5 separate regions of the Mus musculus genome follow, and regions 2, 3, 4 and 5 are each linked to region 1. A link is a contact called in public ChIA-PET, HiChIP or PLAC-seq and promoter capture Hi-C data. All regions are on one chromosome and are shown on one strand. Each heading gives the region's core, a stretch centred on a gene start, on an enhancer-like site or on the middle of the called end of the contact. The rest is flanking DNA. Distances are from core to core; before and after follow the strand shown.

Region 1 (2,872 bases), core at 261-2,760:
GAGTTTTGCGGATTTAGAGAAAACTTTGACCTGGATCTTGGCAGTCCCAAGCAGGGGCTTTAATACCTGTATGTCTACGTGTCACGGACACACAATGAAGGTCAGAAAACCGCGACCCCTTCTTTTTTTTTTAGTTTTTCTCTGTATAGCCCTGGCTGTTCTGGAACTCACTTTGTAGACCAGGCTGGCCTCGAACTCAGAAATCCGCCTGCCTCTGCCTCCCAAGTGCTGGGATTAAAGGCATGTGCCACGACCTCCTGGCCTTTGGGCCCCCACATCCTTAGCAGCCTTAAGGGGACTGGGGGTAAAAAAACCCATGTTCTCTGCCAAAGCAGCTAGCGCTCTAGACACCGAGCCATCTTTCCAGCCTCCTATTTATTGTTATAGAGACAGGATCGCACTCTTGGAGCTCAAGCTGGCCTTTTAAAACTCCCGGTAATCATCCTGCTTTAACCTCTGAGAATACAGGCACGCGTCACCTGGCGTCAGCGCGCCCAGAGTTGTTTTATGTTCCTTTTTCTGAACCTCAAAAATCAAATTCAACCGGGCTTTCCATGTTTTGTCCGCATTATCTGTATGGACAGGATAAGTACTTATGGAACAAATGATTCCACTTCCCCCGCTTGGCTGGGTCGGAAAAATGGGAGTTGAGGCAGATACCCAAGGGCATGGACAATAACGCAGAAGAGCGCTGTGTGAAATGCCAAAGCAGGGAGCTCGGGTCGTGCCAGTGGTCCCCAGCAGGAGGAGGAGGAGGAAGCCCCTAGCTCCACTTAGGTTTCCAGGCCCGCCAGGGACCGTCGCCATGGAGACGCAGGCACCCTGGAGCCCCCTCCCCCTAACAGCCACGCGTTTCCGCTGCGTTGGAGCATTCTGATTGGACGGCCTCCTGGACGCTACCACACACCAAGCGCCTGCTAAGGGGTGACGGTGGGGACCGTATCCTCGCGGGACTCGCGTGTCCCGCCACCTGTTCACATGGCATCCAAGGGAGAGACGGGCCCCGATGCTCCACCCGGGGACAAACCATCGCTCGGCTTGCAAGAGCCTGGGCTCTTGCTTTCTGAGTTGAAGGAGGAGGGATGGAAAAGGCGGCAACGCCCCCTTCTGAGCTGACTCGGTCCCCAGCTCTAGAGCACCGGAAGTGTTGGCGACGTGTCAGTGCGCCCTTCTCTAAACCTTCCCCGGCCCAGGCCACCTTTCCCAGTCGACTGTGGGATTCCGGGGCGGCCTGGGCGCTGCACCCGCCACTTCCGCATGGAACCGCCGCTTCAACCGAACTCCCTCCCTGGGCGCGCGCTCCTTCTCGTGCCCCGTGGTTGGGCCGGAGCCTAGGCGCGGCCACTCCCCTCCCCGGACGCACCAGCCAATGGCGCGGCCGCTCTCGGCGGGGTGGTGGGTAATTCATGAGGGCCTCCCTCTGATTGGCTGAGGCGCTCCGGGCTGAGGGCTGGGCGTCGGGGTAGGTTGCTCCCGAGGTGGGAGGCGGCGCCCCAAGGCCGAGGAGGTGGAGGAGGAGGAGGAGGAGGCCCTGAGAGCGACATGTCCCGGGTTGCCGAGGCAGAACGGTCCGCTGCGCTGTTCTCCTGAGTTGGGGGCGGCCGGCCGAGGACGAGGGTCGGCAGGGGCTGCCCCCGCCGTGGTGGCCGCCATGCTGAGGCCCCGGGGAGCCGAGGGAACCGCTGTGGCGCTTCTCCGGCTGCTTCTGTTGCTGCTGCTGCTGGGACCGAAGCTCCGGGGTCCGGGGCTCGGCGTGGTCGGCGCCGCCGGGGCCGGACTGCCGGAGAGCGTCATCTGGGCAGTGAACGCAGGCGGCGAGGCGCATGTGGACGTGCACGGGATCCACTTCCGCAAGGACCCTCTGGAAGGCCGGGTGGGCCGAGGTGAGAGCCCCTCCGGCCGAGCCTGGGGGGGTCCGCAGCCTGGGAGCAGGGCGCAGCTGCGGGCCTCGAACCCCTTCCTCTCCAGCCGGGAGACCACAGCCTTGGAACGAAGTTTCTCTCTGCAGTGAACCTACCCCCAGCCCCCCAACCCCCCACCCTCCAGGGACCTGGCCAGGACCCAGGGCCTAGCCCTGACTGGAAGCTTCCAAGAGCCATCGAGGCATAGAGTTGGCGAGAAGTTTATATTTAGACCCTTTCTCATTTTACCTTGCCCCAGCCCCTCATCCCACCCAAGCTGGGAATGTAAAAGGCAAGGGTGGCCTTTTGCCTGGCGCCTGGAGGCCTCGCAGGTTGGAGGTCATCGACTCCGCTGCTCTGCCATCCATCGCGACGGTTTCCAGGAGATGCTTTGCCCACCCTACAGATCACCCGCCGTTTTCCGTGCCCCTTCCAAGCCCGGGACTGAGGCTTGATTCTTCGCCAGAACGGCAGGGAGTCTTCGAAGGGGGAATAGTACGGGAAAGTTTGACTGTGGCACCCCTCCCCTCCCCTCCTTTGGAATTTGTATGCTTAAAAGTCAAAGCCACCCGACGGGTGTCGGTATATCGCAGCCCATCCTGCCTATGAGGTCAACCTGTGTAAGGTTTGAGTGTGACCCCCGGGTGATCGTAAGACGTTTGATCCCAGCTTAGGGGGAAAGTGGGTTTTACAGAGTTTCACAGTTCACAACGGCCAAATGAGAATTTTGAGGGCAGATGGTTAAAAATACAGGTTCACAACGGCCAAATGAGAATTTTTGAGAACAGATGGTTAAAAATACAGGTTCCTGGGCAGTCTCTAGACACAGTAGACAAACTTTTTTTTTTTTTTTTAACTTAACTAGCTGGGACTCGGGTCTCTGCCCTAGGCACTTCTGTTATAGGTTACCTTACCCCCCCCCCCCCCAATTCATTCTTTGGAGAAAACCGCTCTAGATTCTTCCATAAGTA
Region 2 (2,872 bases), core at 212-2,711, 870 kb before region 1:
CCTTGTAGATAGATACTGTTAAAGTCCCTCTAGAAGACCACATGTCAGACATCGGGGTCCCTGGTTCCCTTAACAAAAATGTGTCACATTGCAGATAATTTAAAATATAGATGTTCACTGGGCAGGGTGGTACACACCATTAATCCCAACACTTGAGTGGGAGGAAGAGGAAGGTGGATCTCTATGAATTCAAGGCTAGCTTGGTCTACAAAGTAAGTTCCAGGACAGCCAGAGCTGTTACACACAGAAACCATGTCTCAAAAAACACACACAAAAACAGAATAACAAAAAAACCAAAACATATGTATGGGTAAATGTAAGACATGACCTAGAAAATCCAATGCAAAGCAAACAAACAAACCCCACAAGACAATGTTGTTGTTGTTTCTTTAAAGGCTGACTGTGAAGCTGAGATCGTTTTATTACAGCAGTCTGTACCTCTGCTGAAACACTAAGCCCTGATACATTTTACACATAATGTGGCCAATGTAGCCCCAAGGCTCTTGCAAAAAGACTTATCAATAGGCACTCAACTTGAAACAAACAACAGAACCCAACTGAGAACGTCAATTTCCCAGAAATCTTAGGTCTTTAAGTTTTCTCAAACACCTGGAAGATGGTCAGCATCCTCCATCCTTAGTCTACAGACAGAAATTACGATTTGGCCACTCTGGAGAGGCCTTCCTTTTGAAGGAGCCCTAGGTTGTCCTAATACATTCAATTGTGAGAGCCAGTGCATCTACGGGAGAGACTTAAACGTGAGGTTCTTTTGTTTTGTTTTGTTTTTTGTTTGGTTTTGGTTTTTTCGAGACAGGGTTTCTCTGTATAGCCCTGGCTGTCCTGGAACTCACTCTGTAGAACACGCTGGCCTCGAACTCAGAAATCCTCTGCCTCTGCCTCCCAAGTGCTGGGATTAAAGGCGTGCGCCACCAATGCCCGGCGCTTTCTCTTTTTTTCCCTTTTCTTCTTCTTGTTTGTTTTGTTTTGTTTTTACGATTATGTGTATGAATGCTCTGCCCTCCCGTATATGTGTGCACCGCCTTGGGCGCCGGGATCCCCTGGAACTTAAACTGCAAACAGTTGTGAGCCACCATGGAAGCGCCAGGACCCGAACCCGGGTACTCTGCAAGAGCAAGCGCTTGCTCCAAGCCGCCGTGGGTTTCGCGTTTCGTAATTCGAGTTACTGGAGAGTAACCAACTTGGAGTGAGGTGGTCGGCGCCATCCATGGCATTCTGGCATTCTCGCTCGCTCGCGCCTCCCGCTGGCCGCTACGAAGCTCGATCTGGTGGCAGCCCCGAACCACCCGCGACCGCTTCGCGCTGAGCAGCAGGGAAGAGGCGGAAACGGAACTGATGTCACCCTAACTCCGAGAGCGCTCCATCCCCAGTGACCACCCTTCCTTCCTTCCTTCGCTGGGCCCGGCCGGAAGCGGAAGTGGCTAAGGGGTGGAGGGGAGTTGCGGGAGGAGTGTCAGGTTACGCTCCGGCTCTGTTCGGAGTTCCAGTCGCGGTCGCCCGAGCCAGGTAAAGCGGAGCTCGGCGGGCGAGCGAGCGCGCGATCCGAGAGGGCGTGACTCGCGATCCCCGGGGGTCCGACCCGGCCTTTCCGGCTTCCTTGTGTCCCTGCAGATTCCCAGCCATGGGCAACACGAGCAGCGAGCGCGCCGCGCTGGAGCGGCAGGCGGGCCACAAGACGCCGCGGAGGGACAGCTCCGGGGGCGCCAAGGATGGGGACAGGCCCAAGATCCTCATGGACAGCCCTGAAGACGCCGACATCTTCCACTCCGAAGAGATCAAGGTGCTGAGTGGAGGGGCGTCGGAGCCCTCTTGACTCACGGGGAGGGTCCCCCTTTGCTGTAGTTCCCGCCACATTCCCAGCGTCACACCTTGGGGGGGGGCGGGGGAGGTGGCTCTGTCATAGCCCTCTTTGCCGTTCTGGGACTTGTGCCTAATTACCGATGGGAGGAGAGTCACCCTGGGCTTGGTTGAACATCATTAAGGAGAAAGCAGCTCAGGGACCGCGTTTGAGATCCTTAATTAATTAAGAGTCGAGCTAAACTGTAATTGAGCACCCGTGTCGACTTTTCTCTTCGGTGTAATTGATTGCGCGGCTTGGAGACACTTCAGGCCGACCGGCTTTTGCAAAAGTTGGGTTGGGAGTTCTAGTGTTCTTTTTGGCGGTAAAACGGGAGCACATACGTTAAGCTGGAAATGAAGTTGACTAGCTGACTGCCAGAGGTGTTTGGTTCTGACAGTTTCAGTCCACCCTGCTCACTTTATTTTAGATCCGGCAATTCCACTGGAGGAGGTCAGTGACCGAGAGTCACTCTGAACGCCAGCCAGCAGCTAATTACCCCCACTTCTCTCCCACGTTACTGAAATAATGCCTTGGACTTTAAGCAGACCAGAGCAAACAGATTTTTGCAGGCCAAGCTGAAAGTTCCTGCCTGAGCCACATTCTCTTAAAACCACAGTGAGGTGGCCAGTGCTTCCGGCTACAGGGCCCCAGTCCAAGGGCATTTGGTGATTCTAGGAGGAAAGAAGCTAATTGCTCAGAATAAACTACATTCAGGAACGTTGGCGCTCACCAGCCTGGTCTCTGTTACTTGCCGGGTTGCCAACTAATCCCCATTACTTAAACAGGCTAATTGCCTGGCCAGCTCACTCCGCTTTCACTCCCCCACCCCCACCCCCTAACTGGGCTACATAACCCACATTACTATTCTCCAGATCTTAATTTTGGGTCTGACTTTAAAAGAGCCTGCTTTTGCCAGGGAGTGGTGGCACAGCACTTTGATCCCAGCACTTGGGAGGCAGAGGCAGGCAGATGTCTGAGTTCGAGGCCAACCTGGTCAACAGAGTGAGTTCCAGG
Region 3 (2,872 bases), core at 252-2,751, 780 kb after region 1:
GTAAGGAGGGACGCAGTTCGCCTAAGTGTCTCATCCAATAAGAGCAGCAACATGATGAGACAATCAAATCTCGCCTCCCTTGGTCTGGGTTATACATTTAGTAAGCCGCAGAGCCAAGCTTTCAACGCTAACAGACAAGACTCTGCATTACTTCTACGTCCCCAGGCAACTTGCTTACAACCAACCTATTTGGTTGAGACTAACTTCAAGAAGCACAACATGTCGCACAGGAGTCCAGACTGTGAAGTAAAAATAAACACAAGTTGCTGAGCGACTTTCTTTTATGGTAGAAGTCGCTAGTTTCCCAGGCCTAAGGGCCACCATCTAAGTGTAGACCATGTAACAGACATTGTAGATCTATTTAACTAGGCCTCCCTTTGGAAGCCTATCCTGTGAGGCTACAACACCCCAATTTTAAAAGCCTAAGATAAGACAACAGCTCTTAAAGAAACCATTAATAAGCCAAACTATTGCTCTTAGACAGCTACAGCCTATCCAGATGGGGAAACGAAATGCAGAGGGCACATAACTCGCCAGTGTCCTCACCCACCGTCCCTGACTTTGAATTCCCAAAGGAATTACTTATCGGCAAGTCAAAAAGGCAAGGTTCAGGAATCACACACACAGAAAGGCACCACAAAGAGAAGTTGAGAATGCCAGGCACCCTGTGAGGCTAGCTAGGCTTAAGTCAAAATACGATCCAGTTTTTCCAGCTTTTGATCAAGAGCCGTCAGGAACCACACTAAAACGTATTCTAAAATAATCTCCGTAAAACAATCTAATTACTCTATTTACAGAGGAGGAAACTGAGGGTCAGAGATGGGACTAGATTCACCCAAGGTCACACAGCGAGCGACAGCACTGGGCTCGAATTCCACTTGGGGTGATCCGGAGGCCCGACGCCTCTCACAGGCACCGACATCAACAACCACAAGAACAAGTCCGTCTCGCCCACAATCAGTTGGCTGGCAAGGCCAGTCGCCTCGGCACGGAAATCAATGGAAGGGGGACAAGGAGATCCCCGAAGCCCGCAAGCCAGTCCCTCCTCCGACTTCACTCAAACCAAGACTCGGCCCCCCAGATAGCCTCCCTCCGTCCCTGGCCCCGCCGCCCAGAGAAGCGCCCATCCTGTCCCCACTCGCTACCCGCAGTCCGGAGATCTTTATCCGTTCGAGGCCCCGCACTCGGGGTCCGGGCCGCAGCGACCGCCGCCTTAGCCCGATCCCCCCGAGGTCCGCCAGCCCCGGGGCAGCGGCCGAAGCCCGGCCGCCATCTTGCCCCGGGTGTTGTGCTCCGAACACCTCTTGGGAAGCAAGCAATTATTCAGTTCCGGGAAACAACAGTTCCGCACTGCTTCTTTGCCCATGGAGGAGGTGAGGACTCCTTTCCTCTTGTCATCTTCTTTAGCAGACGGAAAGGAGAAACAAACATCCAGAAGTGGGACTAAACGCCTGACTCGGCCAAGGGGAGGCGGGAACGGTTGATAAAAAGAGTTCCCCCCATCTAGGGCTTACGGGGGTGGGGGGTGGGGGGGAACGCTTTAAGAAGAGTCCCTCTGCGGGGCGGAAGTGGGGTGTGGACGGACGCCGGAAGTGCCCGCCCCGGCCCCGCCTCCGCCCCCTGCATTGAGCGAGCTGGGTGTTTCCTGCCTCTCAGTCCGGATTTGGAGACTCCGGCGTCCTCCGACTTTTCATGGTGAGGGCGGTGGCCGCCGTCGGGGAGCTTCGGGGCGGGCGAGGGTGGCGACGAGGCTGAGCGGGAGCGGTGGGGCGCTGAGTAGCGCGTGCGGGCGAGGTCCGGAGCGGGGGAAGGGCTTCAAATGAAAGGAGCCGTGGTCGGGGTGGTGGTGGTGGGGATCTGCGAAGGGGCGGCTGGTCCTGCGGGCGGTGGTGGCGCTGGGCGGCGAGCCTGGAGTGCTGATGGGCGATGGGACGTGGGAGATCGTCGGGACAAAGAGACGGCGGCGGAGGCATCGAGACCGACGCTCGGGGTGGGGAACGAACGAGGGTTCGAGGGCGTGTGGAGAGGGGCGAGCGTGTACCCTTGGAATCGAGCAAAGTCTGGCCTCTGGGAGGCTGTGCCTTGAGTAAGGTGGGGTTCCAGGCAAGAGAGGGAGGGGGCGTCTCTGAACCCACAAGTCTGGAGCGAGATGACTGGTAACAGTAATTCTAAGGAGACATGTCTGAGGTCGGGGTACCCTGACCACAGAGTCTGGCCTCAAGTGGCACCTGGATACCTACCTAATCACTTCCCTTGAGGCCCTAGGTGACCACACCTCGGGAGTCCCAGGATGTCAGCTGTTGCTGTCTGCGTTATGGGATGGTTTCGGTTTACTTGAGATTCTCTAGGGTCTGTCCCTTGAATGGTTCTTTGTCCTTGGGTGGGGATGGGGGGCGGGTGGACTATTAACCCAGGTCTTCTTTGTCTGCCACTCACTCACAAGATCAGTCCCAAACTGAAGACAGATGACTCGGCCTGTGTCTGGCTTTGGTCAAGCTCTATTTGGTATAAAACAAGAGACACACACATTGGTAGAAGGCGGCCAGCAGCACCGGTAGACCACCAACTGGTCCCCTGGGGCTAACCTGGGAACTAGTTAACAACAGGATAGTCTGGGCTCACCGATGTATTTTTACAGTCTCTGTGTGTCACTAAGGATTTGGGCTGTGAAATGGAGGGCGTTTGAAACCAGATTCTAATACCTAGCTTCCCTAGTAAGCAGGATTGACAACATCCTCATTGAGACTGTTTGGAGAAGTTCTCAAAAGCAGGAGAACTGGGGGGGGGGGGGTGACTATCCTAGAAAAAAGTGTGGGGCTTTAGTTTTTGGCCTCCTTTAACTTCGTTTGCTTCACGCAGTAGCCCTGTAGCA
Region 4 (2,872 bases), core at 213-2,712, 710 kb after region 1:
ACTTTTTACCTTGCCATGGACCACAGCGTGTTCTCCATGGAGGATGACCTTCCCCGGGGCGGACACCAGCAGGGCTTCTGACAACATGGCTTCTGAGACTTCTGCAAGGAAAGAGAGAGAGAGAGAGAGAGAGAGAGAGAGAGAGAGAGAGAGAGAGAGAAACAAAGTTCCCTAGATGTTAGTTACAAACACCAGGAAGGCTGGGCTTGGAGGTGAACATCTTTCATCCCAGCACTGTGGAGGCAGAGGCAGGTGGATCTCTGGGTGTACGAGGCAAGCCTGGTCTACAGAGTGAATTCCAGGACAGCCAGGAGCATGTAGAGAAACTCCATCCAGAACTACCATCCAGAGCTATGTTCCAGGATGACAGTGCAGTGAGCCAGTCAGGTGGACAATGGGAAAAAAAAAATCTGGGTTCAGACCACAGCTCTTCCGTCCCCAGAATGTCTTATGCCATGAATCTGTTTCCCATATATCAGATAATAGAGGCAATACTGGAGGCTGACTCAAAGGACTACCAGCAGCAAGGCCTGTCTGTCTGGCAAAGTGGCCTCTTGACTATACTGAGCTACTCGGCACTGACAGGTTCTCAGCTCCAGAGTTTATTACCACTGCTGTTGCCAGTAGAAACTGACATGAGCTCAGGCATGGACTGCTTGCCTACTCTGAGGACGGCCATGTGTTTGATGCGTGTGGGAACGCGAGGTTTAGATAAAATCTTGCAGGAGAAAGAATCCTTCCCGGACCTCAAGACCACAACCAACCTGTCACAATCACAAACGCGGCTGCCGGGACTCACCTGTTAACGCCCTGTGTTGCACGTTCAAACAAGAACTTCTGCAAGGCAAGAGTCATGTCACAGAGTGGTTTTGCTGGATTTATGGGTGCATGCATTTTTACGTTGTTATAAATAATGCAAAAATCACCCGGGTTCAAGGCTTCACTGGCCACCCCACTGCACACTAAGTAGCCCAGTCTACGGGACCCTAGTCTAGGGGAAACTGTCCGATCTGAGGTCGCCGAGCGCTCAGATCGAGGACACGAAGGCAGAGAACCGCGGCGCCCGGCCCGGGGTGTCCGGGACCCGGTCCTCACGCCGCCCATCCCGCAGCCCAGGCTTCTCACCTGCCCCGGCCAGCGCCCAAGTGAGCTGAAACCCGGGCCGCAGCTCCCGGTCTTCTCCATATCAGATGGGAGAGTTCCAAGGAGGCGGGTGTGTCTTCCTGAGGCCAATCAGAGAGCTGGAGCTAAGGGCTCCTTTACAGATTGGGTCAAACATTAACCAATGGGAACTTCAAGCAAGCCGAAATTGCCTCGCCTCTTTCTACAAGTAATCCAATGGGAATCAAGAGCTGGGGAGTGCCCCGCCCTGGTGCGAGTGCCCCAGGCCAATAGGAAACAGCGATTGAGAGGTGGCGCGGCCGGCTGCGGGGCGGAGTCATCCCCGGGCCTGGACGGGTGCCTAGCCGGGTCAGTCTTGGATGCGTTACCGTGCGCATGGCTGTGTGGCTCTTTGGGGGTCGCCTCGGCCTGCGCGGGCGTCTCAGCGCCTGCAGACTGCTGTGTCCCCGTTTCCAGAGCCGTGGCCCTCAGGGCGGGGAAGACGGGGACAGGTGAGTTTCAGGCCTGGAGAGTAACTCAACACGGAGGAGGAACGGTTGTTTCCGTGGGTACATCACACCGATGACGTGCTCTATGTGGCCTGACGTCACTGGGCTCGTCATGGCGTCAGAGGCCAGGATTTCCTCCCCAAGTTCTAACGGAGTCTAGCTGTGGTCAGTCAGGGCAGGGGCATGCTCTTGTGGGTTTTGTCCGGCCTCCCCAAGCAGTTTGTTTGGATTAGGATTAAGACACCAGGAAGACATGGTAACACTTAGAAACTTGCATAGGGACTTGCAGACTACCATGACCTCATGATCAGCGTTCCCTGTCCAGTCCTCTGACTTTGAAATAATTTTGTGAATTCACATTTTAATTTTAAGTTATGCACTGCTAGTTGAAAATGGCAGAGTCGGGGTTCATTCGCAGTCCTCAAAAAAAAAAAAATTAAGTTAAAATAGCATTTTTGAAATTCCATTTTGACAGTGTATTTTTTTTTTTCCTTGACACTGAAAAATCTTAGAAAAGTGCAAGTGGCCTAGTTTTCTTTCCCCCAGAAGTGCTAACTTCTGTGTTGGGGTTAGAAGAGACAAGAGTTTGGGGAGGGTAATGGACCAGGTCAGGCTTACAGTAGAAGGGTTTTGGGCATGAATCCCAGCCCAGTCTCTTCCTGGAGATCTAGGAAGTTGAATCTTTGTGGGCTCCAGTTTCCTCAACGGAGAAGCGTATGGCTAACTTTGGGAGTGTGGGAGAAGCTGAAGGGCAGTTCCAGGAGCTAGCGGCTTTAGCCCACTGTGGAGCTAGGGCTACATGGAGTGACCAGTTAGTCCTTCCTGCCAGTATTTGCCAAGAATCTTTATTGAGCAGTATGCTACAGCAGCTGCTGTACAGGTAGAGACAGGGACAGGAAGCTGTCAGGAAGGGGCAGCGGGGAAATGGCTGACGGGAGATTGCCATCCCAGAGGCAGAGAAGTGCTGCCCCTGAGGTTGCAGACTGAAAGCTGGGCGTCACTCCCCGAGGCGCAGCCGTTCCCACTTACCACGCCTTTGTGTCTGTTTCTCATCAGGCTGCAGCCGTCCTCGACGGCAGCCAAGATCCCCAAGATTTACACCAAGACGGGAGACAAAGGTAGGCCACGCTGTAGCCATGTGACGGGTCTGAATATACATCATAAGTGTGAAGCCACAAGAAAGGTGCACTGTTCAAGTGTTCAAAACAAGTTGTAGCGCTGCTACAATGGCTCAGACTGCTCTTCTAGAGGTCCTGAGTTCA
Region 5 (2,872 bases), core at 262-2,761, 590 kb after region 1:
CGTCTTCAATCTTTCCCCTAGAAACTTGACTGTGGCTATTTTACCCCCTATCTGGCCCTGGCAGTGATTGCTGGGATGGGCAAATGAGAGTAAGCAGGCTGTGGCTTGGGAGCTCTCTGGGCTCCATACTGTACAGGGCTGCTGCCAGAGTTCGGTGGGGAGAGGAGGGCTCTCAGCATCTCCACCTATCCCCCCTGGCCTGGTATTTGCTTAATGAGCATCTATTACACTGCTTGTCAAAGTCATCTTAAATGACAGAAGGGGAACAGCTAAGGCAGGAGTCCCAGCTGGACCATGGCCCCTTACCTTGAAGAGCAGGGGAGTTCCCTGAACTTACACAGACAGACAGACAGACAGACAGACAGACACACACACACACACCAGGAAGGTCCTGGCTCCCCTCTCTCTCTGGCTCAGGCAGGACATTCACCTTTTCAAGAGAAGCCTGTTTGAAGGCTGAAGCCCACATTTTTCTGGGGACCCTGGGAACTCCAGTTGCTGGCTGGGTACATGGTAGGGTTCATGGGGACCTCCTTTTAAGCATCCTGCTTAAAAGTAAGAGGTTGCTCTGTTTGGGAGTCTGGGAGACTCCAGACACTGCAGGAGACATAGGCAGAGTTCTGAACACCTGTCCTCAGGGGCAGGGACAGCTGGCACTGCCTGCCTCCCTCCCCCACCTCGAGTGGGGATTTAGGTCATAAGATTGCGGCCGGGGAGGACAGGGAGTTGGCCTTCACCTTCTACTACACCAAGGCATTCGGCCTTGGCCATTCTGGCTCCACTCAAAGCCAGCTGTGTTGTCACAATTCTGGTGACATCAAAGGTCGGGCAGTGATGTCACATGCAGCCCATTGGAACATGCTGTCTTTGTGAGTTATTTGTAACAATAGACACACAAATGTCTTGCCTGGAAAGACACCATCCTCAGACATGAAGTTTTGGGACTCCCTGTCTCTGAGCTCTGTCTCTTTAAGATCCCAAAGGTGGTTTTGTAGACCCCCTCCATGCTGGCCAACCCTGGCTGCCCCCAATCAATCTTTACAAAAGTACAAGATTCCCTAAGAATCTCCAGAGGACAGGGCCACCACCTTTGTTAGCTTCATGGGTGGGGTGCCTTTCCTCTGACAAATACCGATGTCAGTAGAATACCCACGAGGGTCCACAATCTCCACTCCAGCCAGTCCAAATAAGTTGTGTGGGCAGGACAAGGGTGGACAAGTAGCATTGCTGTCTCTGGGCACCCAACAACCTAGGGCCCTTTTAGGGCCAGTCCAGGTTGCCAGGTTGCGAGGAGCTGTCCCCAGCTCAAACCCAAAATTCTGCACCCCGCAACTCACCGTATCAGGCAGTCGGACGAAGGGCACCAAATCTCAGAGGCCACGACGCTCCGATCTGCGGGTTGCGGCCATGCAGGGGTGATAAAGATTGCTGGAGAAAGGCCCCCTTAGGGGGCCGATGTCTTTCTTCGTATGGAAAGGGGAGCCGTCGGTGAGGGCGATCCCTGCGTCCGGAAGCGCCGTCCGAAGTCGGAAAAAGGTTTTTTTTTCCCCCCTCTCAGTACCCGTCGCGTCCGCCTGGGACCCCGGCCGCTCGCGCGCTCAGGCGGCGCATCCTCGCAGGAGACTGTGCTCCATACGTCCGGCGGGAGGCGCTGCGCCTCCCTTCGGGGCCCGGCTCACCGCTGCAGCTCTGCCCGCGCCTCTCCCAGGGCGCCCTCTCCGTCCGCGCTGGGAGGCCGGCGGCCGCGGCCCCTCTCGCCAGCCCCAGCTGCAGCCTGTCTTTGTTGCTTCCTCTCGCTTGCCCTCCCGCCCTCGGCTTGCAGCTCCCGGCTTTGCTCAGAGGTGGAGAGTCCGTCTCCTCGGAGGGTTGCACGCACCTGCAGCGGCCCGGGCTCCTCGCCCGGCGTGCACCGGCCCCCGCAGGTTGCAGAGAGCAGCGCCGAGAATGAGCCGGCCCCTCCTCCTCCTGCTCCGAGCTCCGGGTGTGGGGGGAGGGGAAGCCGGCGAGCAGCGGCAGTGGCAGCCGCAGCGAGCGGCAGAGACTGGGATGTAGCCTCGCGGGCCTTGGCGCTGAGGACCAGCAGATCCAGCAGGCGCAGGGCAGACTCGGGGATGGAGAGCCGTGCACCCGGTATGGTGCTCGAGCGCCGCAGCAGCGGTCGGCGCACAGGTCTCTCCCGTGCCCGTGGCCCGGGACGGTTCGCGGGGCTCCCGGAGCCGCAACCTCGCGCTGCCCAGCACCCTCGCCTAGCCTCGGGCCCGGCTCTTCGCCCGGCCTGGCCGGCGCGCGCAGCCTCTTCGCAGAGCTGCCGGCCCGGCAATGCTGCCCGCTGCTCCGCTCCGGCACGACTGACAGGCGCGGGCGCCCGCTCCTGCCGCTGCGTCTCACCCCCGGTCCGCCCCCCGCGTTACGGCCCAATCAGCTGCAGCCGAGAGGCGGTTACCACGGTGACGCGGCGCCGCGTCCTCCGCGAGGCGGGGCTGGGGGCCGCCACGCGCGCTTTTCGCGGCAAAATTCAAAGGCCGGCAGGGCGGCTCTCCAACCTTTTTCCCCAAGCGGGGATGAGGCGGGTCCTGCTCCTAGAGGACTACAACTCCCGGCTTGCTGCGAGCCTAAAACAGGCGAAGGAGTCCCGATTGGAAGGGCAAGGCATGCTGGTTGTTGTAGTCCCTTTGTCGAAGACCTAAAGGGTTGAAAGCAGGTAATCCTATTCACTGAGTACCTGTTTGAGGGTAGGTACTATGCATTATTCCGTTTACTCTTGGAACAGGCCCTATGAGGAGTGTGTTAAAGATAGTAAAAATAGGTTGGGGTGACACCAAATGGTAAAGGGTGCGGTTTGCAAGACCCAACATCAAACCTTGGGACAACC

The links. Promoter capture Hi-C pulls out the DNA fragments that hold promoters and counts their contacts. ChIA-PET counts read pairs in DNA pulled down with a chosen protein or histone mark. HiChIP or PLAC-seq counts read pairs in DNA pulled down with a chosen protein or histone mark.
Region 2: a contact with region 1 is called in an RNA polymerase II ChIA-PET map of memory CD8 T cells, with 5 read pairs. The contact joins the promoter of Prkab1 here to the promoter of Mlec in region 1. A contact is called at or near these places in 2 of 115 datasets of contacts at active chromatin or transcription factors (memory CD8 T cells and pancreatic cancer cells).
Region 3: a promoter capture Hi-C map of liver shows a contact between it and region 1, with 2.8 times the contacts expected there. The contact joins the promoter of Ube3b here to the promoter of Mlec in region 1. A contact is called at or near these places in 5 of 39 promoter capture datasets (the 3T3-L1 cell line, cranial neural crest, liver and 1 more), 1 of 484 Hi-C or Micro-C datasets (the G1E-ER4 cell line) and 2 of 115 datasets of contacts at active chromatin or transcription factors (effector CD8 T cells and memory CD8 T cells).
Region 4: a contact with region 1 is called in a FOXA1 HiChIP or PLAC-seq map of pancreatic cancer cells. The contact joins the promoter of Mmab here to the promoter of Mlec in region 1. A contact is called at or near these places in 2 of 115 datasets of contacts at active chromatin or transcription factors (memory CD8 T cells and pancreatic cancer cells).
Region 5: a contact with region 1 is called in a promoter capture Hi-C map of liver, with 3 times the contacts expected there. The contact joins the promoter of Fam222a here to the promoter of Mlec in region 1. A contact is called at or near these places in 5 of 39 promoter capture datasets (the 3T3-L1 cell line, liver, pre-B cells and 1 more).

The regions. Positions count from the first base shown.
Region 1 is chr5:115,156,814-115,159,685 of GRCm38.p6, reverse strand. It overlaps Mlec (malectin), which reads left to right and starts at 1,510. Exons shown (of 5, transcript NM_175403.3): 1 at 1,510-1,883. The coding sequence starts at 1,652. It overlaps Gm35465 (a long non-coding RNA gene), which reads right to left and starts at 187. Exons shown (of 2, transcript XR_387598.3): 1 at 1-187.
Region 2 is chr5:116,023,017-116,025,888 of GRCm38.p6, reverse strand. It overlaps Prkab1 (protein kinase, AMP-activated, beta 1 non-catalytic subunit), which reads left to right and starts at 1,461. Exons shown (of 7, transcript NM_031869.2): 1 at 1,461-1,798. The coding sequence starts at 1,640.
Region 3 is chr5:114,379,249-114,382,120 of GRCm38.p6, reverse strand. Ube3b (ubiquitin protein ligase E3B) reads right to left here and starts at 1,501. Exons shown (of 28, transcript NM_054093.3): 1 at 1,146-1,501. It overlaps Kctd10 (potassium channel tetramerisation domain containing 10), which reads left to right and starts at 1,616. Exons shown (of 7, transcript NM_026145.4): 1 at 1,616-1,695. The coding sequence starts at 1,693.
Region 4 is chr5:114,442,617-114,445,488 of GRCm38.p6, reverse strand. It overlaps Mmab (methylmalonic aciduria (cobalamin deficiency) cblB type homolog (human)), which reads left to right and starts at 1,462. Exons shown (of 9, transcript NM_029956.4): 1 at 1,462-1,613; 2 at 2,667-2,728. The coding sequence starts at 1,498. Mvk (mevalonate kinase) reads right to left here and starts at 1,220. Exons shown (of 11, transcript NM_023556.3): 1 at 1,126-1,220; 2 at 10-101. The coding sequence starts at 87.
Region 5 is chr5:114,566,890-114,569,761 of GRCm38.p6, reverse strand. Fam222a (family with sequence similarity 222, member A) reads right to left here and starts at 1,511. Exons shown (of 3, transcript NM_001004180.1): 1 at 1,338-1,511.